Linked DNA regions of Macaca mulatta: region 2 is linked to region 1. Evidence: chromatin contacts called from public Hi-C data. All regions are on one chromosome and are shown on one strand. The core of a region is the stretch at or near the end of the contact, and the rest is flanking DNA. Distances in the headings are between cores, read along the strand shown.

The links. A called contact is a pair of places that touch in the nucleus more often than the background predicts.
Region 2: a contact with region 1 is called in a Hi-C map of fetal cortex germinal zone, with 3 times the contacts expected there. The contact joins the promoter of C7H15orf39 here to the promoter of PPCDC in region 1. A contact is called at or near these places in 8 of 14 Hi-C or Micro-C datasets (CD4 T cells, blood, cortical neurons and 5 more).

What each region holds. Positions count from the first base shown.
Region 1 is chr7:52,974,462-52,979,454 of T2T-MMU8v2.0, reverse strand. PPCDC (phosphopantothenoylcysteine decarboxylase) reads right to left here and starts at 2,103. Exons shown (of 3, transcript XM_077939966.1): 1 at 1,852-2,103. The coding sequence starts at 2,088. It also overlaps the pseudogene LOC144329996.
Region 2 is chr7:53,170,943-53,175,935 of T2T-MMU8v2.0, reverse strand. It overlaps C7H15orf39 (chromosome 7 C15orf39 homolog), which reads right to left and starts at 2,336. Exons shown (of 3, transcript XM_001102160.5): 1 at 2,159-2,336.

The sequences.
Region 1 (4,993 bases), core at 854-3,353:
CCTGCCAGTCCCTATATGGGCAAAGGTGGAGCTGGCACAGAACAGACTAAAGACGGGAGCAAGGAAAGCAAGGTCAGACAGGGTATACATTCAAGCTCAATACAGGAAGGATGAGAACTGAGCCTGAGACAAAGCAGAACCAAACAAGGGAAGTGGGTGGTGGGTAGGCAGGGATCCAAGATCCATTATGAGCCCGAATCCTTTAGCCTAACATCAAAGCCCCTCACTACCAGCCGCCCAGGGTTCTGCTCCAGCTTACACCTGTAATCCCAGCAATTTAAGAGGGCAAGGTGGGGGGACTGCTTGAGCCCAGGCAACATAGCAAGACCCCAGCTCTACAAAAAATTTACAAATTAGGTGTGGTGGCACATGCCTGTGGTCTCAACTACTTGGGAGGCTGAGGCAGGAGGATCACTTGAGCCTAGAAGGCTGCAGTGAGCCATGTTTTTGCCACTGCACTCCAGCCTGGGTGACAGAGACTGTTTCAAAATATGTTGATAATAATAAATTATTATTGTAATTTATATTGTATAATTTAATAATAAATTATTATTAAATTGTACCACAATAAAAAAGTGTGTAACTATTTACATAGCATTTACACTGTATCAGGTTTTATAAGTAATCTGGAGATGATTTAAATTATATGGTGGGGCGTGGTAGCTTGGGCCTGTAGTCCCAGCTACTTGGGAGGCTGAGGTGGGAGGATCATGTGAGCCCAGGGAGTTCGAGGTTGCAGTGAGCTATGATCACACCACTACACTCTAGCCTGAGCAACAGAGTAAGACGCTGACTCAAAAAAAAAAAAAAAAGAAAAAGAAAAAAGAGTATACGGGAAGGCTGATGTGGTGGCTCACATCAGTAATCCCAGCATTTTGAGAGGCCAAGGGAGGAGGATTGCTTGAGCCAGGAGTTTGAGACCAGCCTGAGCAACATGGTGAGACCCTGTCTCTACAAAAGTAAAATAAAATAAAAATTAGCCGGGTGTGGTGGCTTATGCCTGTGGTTCCAGATACACAGGGGACCGAGGCAAGAGAATCCCTTGAGCCCAAGAGGTCGAGGCTGCGGTGAGCTATGTTCCCACCACTGCACTCCAGCCTGGGTCACAGAATGAGAAAAAAAAGTATACAGCAATCCCCTGCGGATACTGAGGGATGAATGTATCTAACACACACACTCACACACGTGGGCTACTAGAAAGGCAGTGATTGCGTACTGCTACTTTCCAGCCACTGTGAGAGAGATGGAAACCCCTGGTCCAAGACACCCACCACTTCCCCAACCTGGGAACCTCTCCGGCTCACCATCTAGCACCTGCTTCCAAATACTTCAAGGACAGCAGGAAGTTCTTTTTCGACAAGATTTGGCCTAATTTTTAAACGGCATTCTGCACTTTTTGGCAGGCCTAGGGCTACTTCCAATATCCCATGGCTTTCCTTTTTTAATTTTACCAACTTTTAAAATACACTTTGTATTTTGGGCAGCCCGAGTAAACGCTAAGTGTGAGGAGCTGACACGGCCATCATTTAAACTAGATTAAACGACGCTGGACAAATAATCGCAGAGCAGCACAAAGTTGGGCTGGACGTGCACAGATGGAAACCCTCCACTCCGGGCTCTGGAGTCCCTCCTGCTCCAGGCGGCCCCACCCGTACAGCCGGGAAACGGAGGTCGCACACATGCACAGCCGTCTACCCACGCACAGTCGCAAGCAGAGCTTCATGGCCACAGAGGGGAAAGTGAGGACACACACAGACAGCCACGGACCCACGCTCGCAGACACAGCTCCCCGAACCTCTCCTCCCGCGCCGCCGCGAGAACCCAGCTTCCCGGCCCCGTTCCACTGCTCACCCGCGCCAGGCGCGTCTCGGGGTCGACCCCAAATATCGCGGTATTTCTGCCGCCCTCCCGCGGAATCTGACTGTCACGCCTCACGAGAGCACCGTGGGGGCTGTGTGTCGCGCAGCCTTCTGGGAGCTGTAGTCCACTTCTCTGTCTTCCAGGAGTTATAGTCCACTGGGGAAATCCTGGAGCAAACCCTGGCTTCCTGTTCTTTGTATTGCTGGGACTCTCGATAGGGGCTGGCATAACTGTCCGACCGCCTCTCCTCACTCCTATCAGCCCCATACACACTGCTCGTTGCTTGGAGCCTTTTTTTTTTTTTTTTTTTTTTTTTTTTTGCTGTTGTCCCAGGTTTATTGAATATATTACAGTATCCCGAAAAGATTCAAACAGCTCTACATGGCGTTTTGAAATTCATCCCCACTGTCGGCTGAGTGACCTGCAGGTTGGACAGACTGCCAAAGTCCAAAAACATCAGCATTTCCTTAATATCAGGATCTGTTAATACTTCAGTGATCTCCTGATCCAGGCCTGAGACCTCGGGAACATGATCACCTCTCCTTTCTCTCTTCTCCTCCTGCAACTTGATGGAGATACCTCTCACTGAGCCCTTCATATCACCTTCATCACATGCATGTTCTAGCCTGCTATCTTGTTGGGGAGCTTTTTTTTTTTTTCCTTTTTGAGACAGGGACTGGCTCTGTCACCCAGACTGGAGTGCAGTGGTGCTATCTCCGCTCACTGTAACCTCCACCTTTCGGGCTCAAGCCATCCTCCTATCTCAGCCTATTGAGTAGCCGGGACTACAGGAGTGCACCATCATGCCAGACTAGTGTTTGTATTTTTTGTAGAGACGGGTTCTCACTCTATTGCCAAGGCTGGTCTCAAACTTCTAGGCTCAAGCAATCTGCCCACCTTGGCCTCCCAAAATGCTGGGATTACAGGAGTAAGCCACCGCACCCAGGCCTGGGGAGCTTTTTGCTGGAAATAATGGTGATCTCCTTTCACATGTGCTTGTTTGTGTGGAAGTTGCTGCCCGGGTGCGTGTAGTACTTTTTTATGACGGAATATAGAAAAGGGCCATCTTCACGGTGTTAGTGTGAATGGGGCCCATGTTGGCAGGTCCTTAGTAAAAGAGGGCTCGGGGCACTTAATGCTGAATATTTACCAAGGTTCTTCTATTTTAGGTGCACAGGATACACACAGGATACAGGATAAATCAGATGCGTCCCTGTTCTTGACACAAACAGGGACACAGAAAATGACAGGGTAAGATCCTCCATGAGGAAGCAACACCTCCAGGCAGGAAAGCCTTCTTGAAGGAGTGACTTGAGATGAATCTTGAAGGACAGCCAGGAGCTTAGATACAGGATCCCAACAGCAATCCAGGTGGAGGGCATCGAATGGGCAAAGGGAAGGCAGCAGGAGAATGCACATTGGGCATGCTTCCCTGCCCCTTTCATTTTTTAGCCTTCACAGGCCCCAGAAACCTCTGTATTCATTGAGGTGGCTAAAGCAGCTGTGGGTTCCCTGCCCTGAGCTGAGGTGGGGCCTCTGCTCTACCCCTGCCCTTGGCTGCAATGGACCATCTGGGCCAAACCATCCCTTACCCAGGGATCCAGCCTGCTTTTTTTTTTTTTTTTTTTTTTTTTTTTTTTTGAGATGGAGTCTTGCTCTGTCTCCCAGGCGTGATCTTGGCTCACTGCAAGCTCTACCTCCCAGGTTCACGCCATTCTCCTGCCTCAGCTTCCCAAGTAGCTGGGACTACAGGTGCCCACCTCCACGCCTGGTTAATTTTTTATATTTTTAGTAGAGATGGGGTTTCACCTTGTTAGCCAGGATGGTCTCAATCTCCTGACCTCGTGATCCACCTGCCTTGGCCTCCCAGAGTACTAGGATTACAGGCGTGAGCCACCACGCCCGGCTGATCAAGCCTGCTTCTTCCACTTCCTCCCCCCAAGGCAGGGGGCCTCGGTGGCAATTTCATCACCTACGCAAGGCTGCATCAGATAAAGAGCCACACAGGGTCGTATAGCTCTAGATCCCAGGAATGACAGACCACAGACCCACCCAGCCCCCATACTTTCATGCCCCTGCCCCACAGCCTGCCGTGAGGCTCCACGCAAGCCCACAGGAAGACACATGGCACAGCAGAACACACAGGGCCAAATGTTCCCCTTTATTATGGTTCACTCAGTTACCAAAGACAGACACATTGGCTCAGGCAGCTCAACTGCCAGCTGGGGAACATCCAGCTCCAGAAATAGGGAGCAGCAGCGGCACCAGGAGAATAGCAAAGCAGGTCACTGGGACCCCAGAACTGACCTGGGCCCTCCTCCACTTGACCCCAGGCCAGACCTTCCTGCAAAGATGAAATGTGTGCCCTGCCCCCACTTCTCATACTGGTTCCCTCCCTGGGAGAGTGCATAGTTGCCTGGAGATGCAGCATCCCAGGGCCTGAACAAGCTGGGCCACACACCAGGATCAGGCTTTCCCAAGGGTAAAGCCAGAGCGTGGCCATATAGGTCTGAGCCAAAGAGGCAGGTAGGACAGGATATTGATTGGAGGTAACATCCAACAGGTCATGGGTGCTAAGCAGGGAGCTAGATCACAGGCCTCCTGGAGCCACCAGAGAGAGAAGGAAAAGGGAGCCAAAGGTCTCAGGTAAGAGAGAGGAAGGGAAAGGGAAGAAGGGCCTAGACCTAGGGTCCCTTTTCAGGTACCAGGGACTGTGACCATTGCTCCCTAGAGAGAAAATGGGAGAGAGGAGAGGTAATTATATTTTGTGGCCCAAACCTAAAGGACCATCAGGAAGAGAACTTCCAGAGGTCCCTGGCTCAGGGTGGCCTGGAAGCCTAGGTGTTGGGTTCCAAGCTGAAGCCAGGCCAGAGTAGCCAAGCAGGGTTTGGATTTTTGTCCAAACAGCTCAGGCAGGCTTCTGTTGGGAGAAGGGAAGGTGGGAAATGGGCAGATGCTCTTTGGGTGAGAACCCACTCCCCTTCAGGCCCTGCACACAGCTGGAGCCTCTACCAGCCATGTTCTTATACTGCTTGGAATAGAACAGCCCCATGGGCCTAAAGCCACTCTCCTGAAAGTGCTAGGGAGTTCTGACTGGGTGAGGACAAGCCAAGACCAAGGTCTGTAGGCAGAG
Region 2 (4,993 bases), core at 1,087-3,586, 200 kb before region 1:
TCAGTGGCTTAGAAAGGACCACCCAGCTCAATCTTGCTATGACTAAGGCAAAGTGTCACAGGTTTCAGTGACACCGGCAAGCAAGGACCAGCCCTCTCCTTGCTTCTTCAAGTTGGAGCCAATGACAGCCACAGGCTGAGTTAGACCAGCACGTTTTGGGGCTAGGAAGGGCAAGCCTAGTGTGGGGCCAATGCCCACTCCCACACCAAGGCAGACTCAGAAAGCAAGGTGGTTCATCTGGACAGAACCCCACATCTCAGGCCAGCCTAGAGAAGACATGGAGGAGCCATTAGGACACAGGTGACAGTCCCAACAACAGTGTCCTATGATAGAAACCTGCTATCGAGGGGTGAAAGCCCCCATCTCACTCCACAGCAATGCTGTGAGAAGGAATTGTAGGGTTTTGGGGTATGGACCCTGCCCACCCTACCCTTGGGACACTCTGGGTTAAGTGTTGACTTCGGTCTCACCTCCCCCACACGCTCCTTGGGGTCTGCTGGGTCCCCACCCCCAACCCCAGGAGTCCCTCTCTCCTGGGCCTCAGCCCAAGGAATACCCTCTGCCCTGGAGACTTCTTGAGGCCCTTAACTGGGACCCAGCCAATAGACAGGAGACCACCTGGGACCCTCAAGAGTCTTCGTGGGAGGGGTGGTGGCTTCAGGGAGCCAACACAGAACTCTTAGGGACGTGGGAATGACCTTATCTCCTGCCAGGAGGAGGTGGAAAGCCCAGGATACACTCCCTCAAGGGAGACTCCTCCTCCACTCAAGACAGTTGCCAAAATGTAGGTGCCTCCTTCCCAGACCCATACTAAAGCAAGCAAGCTCTCGGACAGGGCAGGTGCCCAGGAAGCAGGCTCAGGTCATCTTTGAGAGGTAGCTCTGTTGATCCTCTGCCAAGCTCCAATGTCACTCAACCAGCACCCAGGCCAGGGTTCCAGAGAAGAGCCCACCACCGCAGCACTACCACTGCCTTACACAGTGGGAAAGGAAACAGCTCTCTGTTCCCACTTTCAGCTTCTAGGTGCCTAGGGATGGCCGATGGTAAACATCAGGATGAAGAGCGAGATTCCTGCCCAACTCTGGCCAGCATGTGGATTCTCCTGGAGGGCTGAATCGGGCCTCGCCGAATGTTCTCCCATCTCCCACCTTCCCTACCTGAGGCTCCGGACTCTCCAGACGCTACAATCCAACCTGGGGCAGCCCAAATTCTCCAGTGGAGGGGAAAGCGAAAGGGATCGGTCTCTATCCCCTTTGCCCTAGCCGCCCTGAGCATAACTCTGGTGCCTAGGGCCCACAGCCGACTTAGCTTTGAGGCTGCCGCCGCGCCCGACCTGGCGGGCTTCCGGGTGTCCCCAAGCCCCTCCCGGCAGCGCCGAGACGCACGTGCATCCAGCAGGCTGACACACAGGCCGCCGCCACGCATGCAAACCCGTGCCTGCACGTACGTGCATGGCCCACATCTGCACACACGCCATTCCAGAACTGCGCTCTCCCCTCGCTCTGGCCCCGGGCACACGTGTGCATGCAGGCAGGCCCGCGCACCCAGCCCCACACCGACGCCCGCAGACCGGCTGGAGATCCCGGAGCAGGGGCGGCCCGGCCGCAGGGTCCGGGCAGCCTCCGCCTCAGGGCGATCCCGCCAGCCTGGGCTGAGGCCAGACGGGTGAGTCAAGAGGTGGCGAAAAAACCGCAGGGCCGTCCCATCCCAGCAGGGCGCGTCCAGGGCCCCGCGGCGCCTCAGCGCCCGCCGCCCCCAGGCCCAGCCCTCCAGTGCCCCCTTGTCCCCTACCTCCCCCCAACGCCCTCCCCCGGCAATCCACTTGAGCAGGGCCCTGCGGGAGGCCCGAGGGCTCGGCCTGAGTTCCTTCTGGCCAGATTGGGCGCCTGGCCTCCGCCGGAGATCCAGGGCGCTAGCAGGCCCCGGGAGCCTCGAAGTCCAGGGAAAGTCGGAGCAGCGGCGCCACCCCTGCCCCGCAGCCCGGTCGCGGAGGGCCGGCGGCAGCCAGAAGCTGCAGCCCCTCGGCCCAGACGCGGCGCGCTCCGTCCCCAGGCCGGCCGGTAGGGGCGCCCTGGAGCAGCGCCATCCGCCCCTTCCCCACGCGCCGCCCGCAAACTCGGCCCAAGTTTCCGCGCCCGCCGAGCTGGCGAGCTCCTACCCGCAGAGCGCCAGGTCTCCCGCCGCCGCTACCCCAGGCCGCCTCCGCGTCCGCATCCTCCAGCGTCGCCCAGGCCGCGGGTCCTAGTACGGCCGGGCCCTGCGCGAGAAGTCGCGGTGAACAGCAAGCTCCGAGCAACCCTCCTCACTGCCGTTCGCGCCGCCGCCGGGCGCCGTCTGCGGTCCCGGGCGGGGCGGGCTGGGGGCGGGGCGGGGGCGGGGCGGCTCGCAGGGTGGGGGCAGAGCCCGGCCCCGCCTCTGGGAGCCTGCGCTCCTGTGTGCAGCGGGTGCCGGGGCCAGCGTGGGGCCAGCTTGCCGGGAGCGGGCCGCGGGCGCTGTGCACCGCCGGTACCCGCCACGCTCCACGAACCAGTGCCCGGCGGGCCGGTCACGCGCCTTCAGTCGCTCCGTTAGATCGTTCATTCACTGCCACTTTCTAGCGATGTGACCTTGCGCCTGCCACTTGACCTCGCTGAGCTTCAGTTTCCTTATTTGCAAAAGTGGAATTCTGTCTTCCTCATAGCGGTGGCGGTGTAAACTTGGAAAAGGGTGTTTGCAAATATCTGGCACACAGTAGGTGCCGGCATTCCCCTGTCCAGCACTAGTGTATTAGGGGGCTGGAGAAGGGCTTCTTGATCTGTCCCCTCATTTTGGTGTAGTCAATAAGGGCAATTTCCAGACTCCTGCTAGGGCAGGGCAACTGTCTGAGGAAGCGGCAATCTCCCCATCCCTGGAACGACCGGGAATGAGGGTGCTGGGGGATTTGCAAAGTAGCCTGGGCGAGGCTCCCTCCGTGAGGCAGACCTGCGCGCAGCCTACGAGGCGGGTGGAGGGAAGCACGCCCAGCCAGGAATGGTGTGTTGCAAAGAGAGGCTGGAGGGTGGGGAAGGGCTGCTTCTTCCTGGGCCATCTGACTGTGGATGAGAGCCCCTCAGTGCTACTTTATCTGAAAGAATCTGGTCCCACGAAGTTCCTGGGCTGCCTGAGGACTGGGAACAGGTGTGTGCAGTGGGGGAGGGGAGGGCAGGTGGACATGCCAAAGGCCAGAGTCAGTTCAGGAAGCAAAACTATCCCCTCAGATCCCAAAGGTAAGTTCTGCCTGAGTCAGAGCAGAACAGGCCTGAGGCTGCAGGTTCCAAGAATCACCAAGCAGCTGGAGCAGCTGGAGCTGAGGAGGAGGGCCTGGGGCTGCAGGTAGGAAGAGGAAGAGGAAGAGGAAGTGAGGTCACCTGGGGAGTGGGGGCAGGGGTGGGGGAAGAGTGTCACTTCATGTAGAGCTGGAAGAACCTTAGAAATAGAGTCTGGAACCATATAGGGAGGACACACTCAGAAAGGGTTGGAGGTCACAGGCTATTCCCTGCTCTTGCCCCTTACCAACTCTGCTCAGCCCTCCTCCTCCAGCACCGTGCCCGCGACCCTGTTCCTGCCCTGCTAGTGGGGTGGGAGGAGGGCTGTGTTCTTAGCCCCTGGGGTCTGGGAGTCTCACGTTGTGTGCTCAGATGTGCCCAGTGGTCTCTCCAATTTCCCTGAGTTGGAGTGGGACCAACCAGGCCAGGATGAGAAACTGTCTTGAGACACTAGGGGCTAGTTAAGATTTGCAGCACTGCTGAGCCTTGTGTTAATTCAGGGACACCTCACACAGACAGCAGCCCCACTCAACAGTATCTTGTCTGTTCCTTTTCCACATCACTTAAACACCCTGGACTGCCAAAGAAAGGACACAACACTGGGGGGACTTGGGAGCTACTTTGTAACTTTCTGAGCCTCAAATTTCCTCATTGCAAAAAGGGAGCAGAGAGAGACGTGCCTTAGCAACTGTGGTGTGGGCCAACATCAGTGTGGGAAATTGTTTGTAAACTCTAGGAAGCTCATAGAGTGTCCCCAGACTATGAGCTCCTGAAGACTCTGACCTTGCCCTTTTTCCTCTCTATACCAATGGTGGAGTGTGGAGCCTACAGAGAATGAAGGCAATCAATATAAGGTAACTGCCTTGGGAGCTCTACATGTTTTTATCAGCACTGTGGTCTTGCAGAGATGTGATATTCTAATGAGAAGGAATAGTGTGAATAAAAGCAGAGAAGGGAACCCTCTGTGCTTATATGGGCTTCCTGGGTGGAGTTAACACAGAAAAAGAAAGTAGTGTAGAAAAGGAGGTTTCTTCTCACCCTACCCCACCCCCATCACCACCAGGTCTGCCCAGGTTCCACATGGGACACACACACTCCTCTTCCACCCCGTCCCAGACACCGGTTACTTCTCCTGGCTCCCTGGGAATGCAAGGTAAAAGGTCAGCTCCTAAGCCTTGGCTCATTATGTTATGGTTATTAATAACAATGGCATTCCCTCTAATGAGGCCACACCTGCTATTTACAAATCACCTTCCTTGGAGGAGCTCCCACACCCCAAAGGAGTGTGACGTGGAGCTGGCAGCTACTCTACAGGCAGAGACACAGAGAAGTGTGGCACCTTTCCCTGAGACACACAGCAATGCCCCCTTCCATCCTTGCAGACCCAGCTATAGACACTGCCTCCTCCAGAGAGGCCCCTCAGACTGTTTTTGCTGCCCTGTCTGCCCTCTACTTGCTCATTGCTCCCTCTCCCCTCCCGGAAGAGGAATATCTCAGTGTCAGTGGTTGGGCATGGAGCTCCTGTACCTATCTCTGAGATAATTGATATCTCATTTAATTTTTACAACCATATGAAGCAGGAGTTTGAAAAACAAGCACGCTGAGGTTTGATCTACTGAGCTGTGTGGCTTAGGCAAGCCCCTTAGCTCTCAGCTCGCTCATCTTTGCAGGGACATGACTTGCTACAGGGCTCCAGTGACTTCACAGCT